2 separate regions of the Ovis aries genome follow, and region 1 is linked to region 2. Evidence: chromatin contacts called from public Hi-C data. All regions are on one chromosome and are shown on one strand. The core of a region is the stretch at or near the end of the contact, and the rest is flanking DNA. Distances in the headings are between cores, read along the strand shown. Region 1 overlaps SPIDR (scaffold protein involved in DNA repair). Region 2 overlaps SPIDR (scaffold protein involved in DNA repair).

Evidence for each region. Hi-C and Micro-C count contacts between places; a contact is called where the count stands out from the background.
Region 1: a contact with region 2 is called in a Hi-C map of tail adipose tissue, with 1.5 times the contacts expected there. The contact joins two enhancer-like sites. A contact is called at or near these places in 3 of 16 Hi-C or Micro-C datasets (muscle, omental adipose tissue and tail adipose tissue).

The regions. Positions count from the first base shown.
Region 1 is chr9:32,280,240-32,283,618 of ARS-UI_Ramb_v3.0, forward strand. The region is part of intron 8 of SPIDR (scaffold protein involved in DNA repair); the gene reads right to left. Among named protein-coding and RNA genes, the nearest start is that of CEBPD, 140 kb to the left of the region's middle. Within about 2 kb of position 1,827, at least 32 of the 54 cell types and tissues checked have an H3K27ac peak or open chromatin away from gene starts, as enhancers often do. A contact at or near this core is called in muscle and tail adipose tissue, where this site is marked.
Region 2 is chr9:32,215,958-32,219,360 of ARS-UI_Ramb_v3.0, forward strand. The region is part of intron 10 of SPIDR (scaffold protein involved in DNA repair); the gene reads right to left. LOC121820333 (a long non-coding RNA gene) reads right to left here. Exons shown (of 3, transcript XR_006060820.2): 2 at 1-3,403. Among named protein-coding and RNA genes, the nearest start is that of CEBPD, 77 kb to the left of the region's middle. Within about 2 kb of position 2,009, at least 25 of the 54 cell types and tissues checked have an H3K27ac peak or open chromatin away from gene starts, as enhancers often do. A contact at or near this core is called in muscle and tail adipose tissue, where this site is marked.

The sequences.
Region 1 (3,379 bases), core at 577-3,076, 64 kb after region 2:
CGCATCTTCCACAGCACCTATCACCCAGCACTCAGCGCCCAGAGCCCAGTACCAAGCAGCACCGGCCTGGAACAGAACAGTTACTCGGCGAGTGTTTGTGGAATTGATGGATGGATATACTTTGCATTAGATGAGATTAGATATGCATTTAGAGGTGAATTTTTGTTATAGATAGCTCCTCTCCATCAAATTTAGCAGACATCTCCATACCAAATGAATGAAAAATAAATTTCAACCAGTAACAGATTTAGACAATTTAACACACATAAAATATTCAGGACAGAGCCAGGCACATTTAACGCAACAAATTCTAGTTTTTCTGCTAACTTCTGCCCGCTAATATTTGAAGTTTTAAATCATTACTATTAGTTTCAGAAACTTCCAATTATAAATACAAAGAATTCAACACCTCTTTCTGGACCAACCCCCTCAGTGCAAGCACCACCATCACTGACATTTCATAGAGCCCATAGCCAGACACCATCCCAGCCTGAGGGCATGGGGTTCCTGTGGGGGGCAACATTCAGAGAGAACAACGGTAGGTGACTACAACAAAAACAATCTGGTTTCCAAATTCTAATAATAGCCTGTAGAAAAACACACATTTATACACATACCTAACCCTAGAACTTTACAGCTATTAGCAAGGCTAATAGTCCAACCAACAGCCTCTCTTCCACCCCCACTGCTACATCTAAAAATAAAATAGCACAGTACCCAGGCATATTTTGCTTGCTTCAACAAGGAGCTCAGAAAATCCCCTCATGACTTACTGCAGTGGGATCAGTCCACTGTACACCATGAGTCAGCACTTCTCCACATTTCTGGAAATTCCTTACCAGAGACATGACCTACAACAGGATGCCAACTTTCCATTTCAATATGTAACAGGAAGTATTCAAACATAGTTCACCTAAACTGAAGAACTGTTTTAATGTAACTGTTATGACACAGAAATAAGAGAATCTACTGAAAGGCATTGTTTAAAAAGAAAGAAAGAACATTTTTACTTTAACACACACAAATTGTGATATGCTAAGCCAGGACAATCAATGTGAACAAAGTGTGCCTAGAAGACAGGAAAACACAAATTAAGTTTGAACTTGGTTACTGTCCAATTTTCTGCTGCACACACTACTACAGAGTTGAACGACTTTTGGGAAATCTGTGTTTATTATATTAAGGGTCTGCTATGTTTTGTTTTGAATACCTGGCTTGGCCAGTAACATAATATTCAGAAACAACAACGTTAATGCAAATATTTTCAGGAAAAAAAACTTCTGTAGCATATATCTTAATAGAATATACCTCTCCCCTAATTAATGGATTGAAGTTACTACATTAACACATTACAGAGACTTCATGTTTCAGAAGTCATGTTTCCGAAGATTAACAGATTTTACACAGCCTGTTCATTAACCACAGCACCTGGGCCTCAGTGTGCCGTTCCCCCGCTTTACACTCAAAAAGGTGCTTCTGCAGATAAAATATCAACTACAAGAAGTTGTTTTTCCAGAATTCTTAAAGAGAGTTTCAAAACTTAAGTTCAATAAGAAGCCAAATAACTCAGCTATTACAGTCATTAATAAATGCATTTAACATTCGTGCAGCATCAGAATGTTAGACATCTGGTTCTAATTTCAATTTTGGCTCAGAATAAAAGTGCCTCCCCCACAATAGTTTGATTATAAACTGTTCTCTTCCTCCTCTTTCTTTTTCTTCTTTGGAAGCTGTTATCCTTCATTCTTGCTGGAAGCCACCTGACCACTGCCAGGAAGAGGAATGCAGAACATTCCCAGGAGCGGCTGTGACGTCAGCCCCGCATTCCAACGCTCTGTGGTCAGGGCTGTCGGGAAAGCCAGCCTCCAGCAAACCCTCCAGTGAGATAACAGCAGAGGCCTGCACTAAATCTCATTAAGAACGCCTTCATGTGATGCTCTAAACGAACAGTTAAGATGGTAGGGCACTGAGCGAATTTATAAAGTATATGTAACACTAATCTTCAAAAATTTTATGTTTCTTGGGAGAAAAAAAAATACAGAAAATGATTTAGCAACAATGATCAACAGACTGATCTTAGGCTTAGCCATTACTATGCAGATCAGGTAAGATGGACAACAAAATAGGCTGGGTTTCAACCTGCAGAACTTCCTCAATTAAACAACCCCACAACCTGTCTCCAAATCCTCTTAAGGAAGAGATGGAAGTCCCATTCAGGGACTTCTAAAGCAAGCAGTGGATGCATTTAGAAATTGGAGAAGGCAGTGGCACCCCACTCCAGTACTCTTGCCTGGAAAATCCCATGGACGGAGGAACCTGGTAGGCTGCAGTCCATGGGGTCGCTGAGGGTCAGACACAACTGAGTGACTTCACTTTCACTTTTCACTTTCATGCATTGGAGAAGGAAATGGCAACCCACTCCAGTGCTCTTGCCTGGAGAATCCCAGGGAAGGGGGAGCCTGGTGGGCTGCTGTCTCTGGGGTTGCACAGAGTCGGACACGACTGAAGTGACTTAGCAGCAGCAGCAGATGTATTTTCTCTGGAGAGAATTACTGCATAGAGATAGAAACTGAAGGTGTGAATATTACAAAGAAAATACAAACATGCACATACTCTTTTTACATACAATTTTCATTTGTAACTTCCTAGGTTTCTGTCAAGTGTGTTTGTTAACTTACTTGCAAATATATTCTTAAATATATGCTGTAATTAGGGGCAACCAGTATCTAACACAACTGTGAACTGTAGTTTCTGGATACAGACATGTGCGCCACACTGTGTGAACCACTAGGTGTGTGCTGAAAAGAGACAGCACAAGGTAGGAAGTCAAGGGATTCAGGTTCTAGTCCTAGTTCTGCCTCCAGAAAAGTAATTACCTTTCCTAAACCTGTTTCCTCATCTGTAAGAATCTAGTTCTATTTATACCACAAGGTTATCTGAAGAGGAAATAAGAAAACAGACATGAAAGTACTCACAGAAGTTCCTTGATTAGCTTCTGTCTATTAGGTATTGTAATATATCACTACAAAATGCATTTCAGGGATGAAACTGGGGATTCATCACAGTTGCCAAAGTGTCTGTCTTTAATTAGAACTATCCTATAAAAGCCCTAAATCAAAGCCCCAACTCAAACTTTCTGCCTCCTGCACAGCCCAGAACAGAAATCAGAATATCTGGATGCTAGCAATGTGACAGGAAAATACAGAAAGGAACACGAAGACTGAGAGACAGCTGTCGTGTGTCACGGCCACCCGCCTCTCAACCTGACCCCTCAGGGAGCCACAGAGAAGGTCAGTGTGGCAGAGGCTGCCCTTGAAATAGGCTCCCGGATTCCCATGAGGTAAGGAAAAGTGGAGCCAAGTGCCCAGAAGCAGTCAGG
Region 2 (3,403 bases), core at 759-3,258:
CACATTAACAAAACTTTCACCCATAATTTGATTAACACGTTTACATGTTTTCCTAGTGCTTACTATTCTCCTGTGTTCATTCCCTCACTTGTAAATCGTAAATCCTGGTATAAAGGTTTCATGTTTGTACTTCCTTTGGCCCACAAGTTTGCTATGCTACCTCTATCACTCTGTAATTCATCACATCTGAAGGCCAAGTACACAGAGATCCCAACATTCCCAAAGTCAGGTCATTTAGCATGTGACAGGAGCTACTGTATCTGAAAAATAATACATTAACCATTACACACTTTAATTTCACACAATTTTTGTATGTAGTTCAAAGCATATACTTATATCTTCATCTGTTATTGTGACAATAAGTGTTAACCATTGCAGAATTTTTACAGATCACTAATAGCTAGATGGAAATAAATGTGTATATATATTCAATTCTACGTAGAGAACTGGAAATGGGAAATAAAAAGCATTTTGAATGGAGAGTGTTTATTGGAGAAGGAAATGGCAACCCACTCCAGTATTCTTGCCTGGAGAATCCCCATGGACACTGGATCCTGGGTTGCTGAGTCAGACATGACGGAAGCAACTTAGCAGCAGCAGCATTGAATTCTTCTGCTGCTTGTTTTGGGGGATTAAAGGATAAGCCAATTTAGCTAGCATTCCGAAGTTGCCAAAAATCTGTGGGGCTCAGCTCCTTGATGGATCGGTCTCACTAGAGGCGAGAAAGTACGTTCTTTCAAACCTGATTTATCAGCAGAAGTGAGCTTCTTCGGCATGTGAAATGATGACGTCTTGAAAACACGGGGGCTGAGGGTTTTCCTCTGACAGTGGCAGCAGCTGCTGGAGGAGATGCAGGCCCCTCTCACAATCCAGACTTATCCCTGGTTCCTCCTCATGTGCCTCTCTTGCCCAGAGCAGATTCTGACAGGGTCAGAGACCTGGTAGCTATACTGGTCAGGGTGGGGCTTCCCCTGTAGCTCAGTTGGTAAAGAATCTGCCTGCAATGCAGGAGACCTAGGTTCGATCCCTGGGTTGGGAAGATCCCCTAGAGAAGGAAATGGCAACCTACTCCAGTATTCTTGCCTGGAGAATCCCATGGACAAAGGAGCCTGGCAGGCTGCAGTCCACGGGGTCGCAAGAGTCGGACATGACTTAGTGAATGAAACCACCACCACCATTGTCAGGGTGGTGCCAGGGGCTGGACTGCCATTCGCCTCACTGAGTTGTTCAGGGGATTAAATGAGGTAGCAGAGGTGAGGAGCCTGCTTACAGTGGGGCTTCGCTGTGTTCTCACTTGTGGAGCAAAGTCAGCGAGGATGGTATTTCAGGCTCTTGCCATTATTCACCTCAGCCTTTGAGGTGTGAAAGCACCTCTGGACAAGAATGCCAGAGAACAGAACAGATAGGCTGGTCCCAATAAAACTTTATTTACAAAGAGAGGTGGCAGGATGAATTCAGCCCATATCTATTTCCATCTAGCTATTAATGATCTCTAACAAGTGAAACTCTACCTTCAGTCAGAGTTCGGCCCATGAAAAGCTACAGCGATACAAACAGCTGTGTTTAACTTATCCAGAAATGGCTGGGTAAAAAACTCTCTCCCCCAATAAGATGATGATTCCTTGCTGTGGGAAGAGGGAAAACCACTCTCTCCACCCAGTTTCTCTAACACCAATGGGAAATGTCCACGCTCTCCTTGCAGGCGTCAGCCCAGAGAGCATGATCTATGAAGGACAGCTGGCTTCACAGGAGAGCTATCTATATTTTCTGTTTTCAAGGGTGATTTGAACAGCTCCCAGGGACTTCCTGTGTTTTCATGGAACCTCTCTAAATCACATCCCATGACAGACGACAGGGTGAGCTCATGTAAACACGGTCGCGGCATCATGAGTAACAAAACCTCTTTCCACCAGAGGCCCTTTATCCTGCGTAAGAGACCTGTGCACTAATAGCAGCCCCAGCTTCAGTTAACCAGCTACAGCTGACTGGATGCTATAAAAAGAACAAACGAAAACATGAACACTGCCTCTCACCCCACTTGAGCCAGTGTGTCAAGGCTGCTCAGCCCTTTCCAAACACTCTGTGAATGAAGTGGCTGAGCTTGGTTCTCTCAGTTGTTTACTGAACAGTGTGTGCAGGAACCACTGAGCAGAGATGGGGAGGGGAGGAAACACAAGATCCATTAGCACATGGGGCCAACATTCTACCTGATCCCAGATTTAGTTCTATAACATACAGGGGGGCGGAGAAAACTTTCAAAAGCAGAGCTAGAGTACTCTGAGCAATTTTTTAAGCACACATACACACTTTGAGTACTTAGGTTTACATTGTGAAAAACTGATCATTAAATCTGGGATAAATTAATACCTTATCAGATATTCTGAGCCTCATGACTCAGCTGGTAAAGAACCTGTCTACCAATGCAGGAGATATAAGAGACAATTGTTTGATCCCTGGGTTGGGGAGATCCCCTGGAAAAGGACATGGCAGCCCACTCCAGTATTCTTGCCTGGAGAATTCCATGGACAGAGGAGCCTGGCAACCACAGACCTCTGGGTCGCAAAGTCGGACACTACTGAGCGACTAACCATCTCATCCTCTGTTGCTCCCTTCTCTTTCTGGCCTCAGTCTTTCCCAGCATCAAGGTCTTTTCCAGTGAGTCGGCTCTTCGCATCAGGGCCAAAGTATTGGAGTTTCTTTCAGCTTCAGAATCAGTCCTTTCAATGAATATTCAGGGTTGACTTTCTGTAGGCTTGACTGGTTTGATCTTGCTGTCCAAGGGACTCTCAAGAGTCTTCTCTAACACCAGTTTGAAAGCATCAATTCTTCAGCACTCAGGCTGCTTTATGGTCCAACTCTCATATCCATACATGTCTACTGGAAAAACCATAGCTGTGACTCTATGGACCTTTGTTGGCAAAGTGATGTCTCTGCTGTCTAGGTTGGTCATAGCTTTTCTTCCAAGGAGCAACAGTCTTAATTTTGTGGTTGCAGTCACCATCCACAGTGATTTCGGAGTCCAAGAAAATAAAATCTGTCACTGTTTTCATTTTTCCTCCAACTATTTGCCATGAAGTGATGGGACTGGATACCATGATCTTAGTATTTTGAATGTTGGATTTTAAGCCAGCTTTCATGTATTTTAAAAAATTATATCTCATGTAGAGTAAATAAATTGCTTCTCAAGTAATTATAAAAAGGCAACACATTTACTTATATTCTTTTTGCATAATAAGTACTAGTGTGTTTTGAGAGTTTATATTCACAAAATTAAATTATGAAAAAATATAGCTTCATAAAGAGAAATTAACACCTGTTAAACTTCAGAAATGTTCAATGCACAGCCTATCATCCTTGGTGGTATTCTATTACAGTTTGTGTTAATGTATGCACCCAAAGGGAA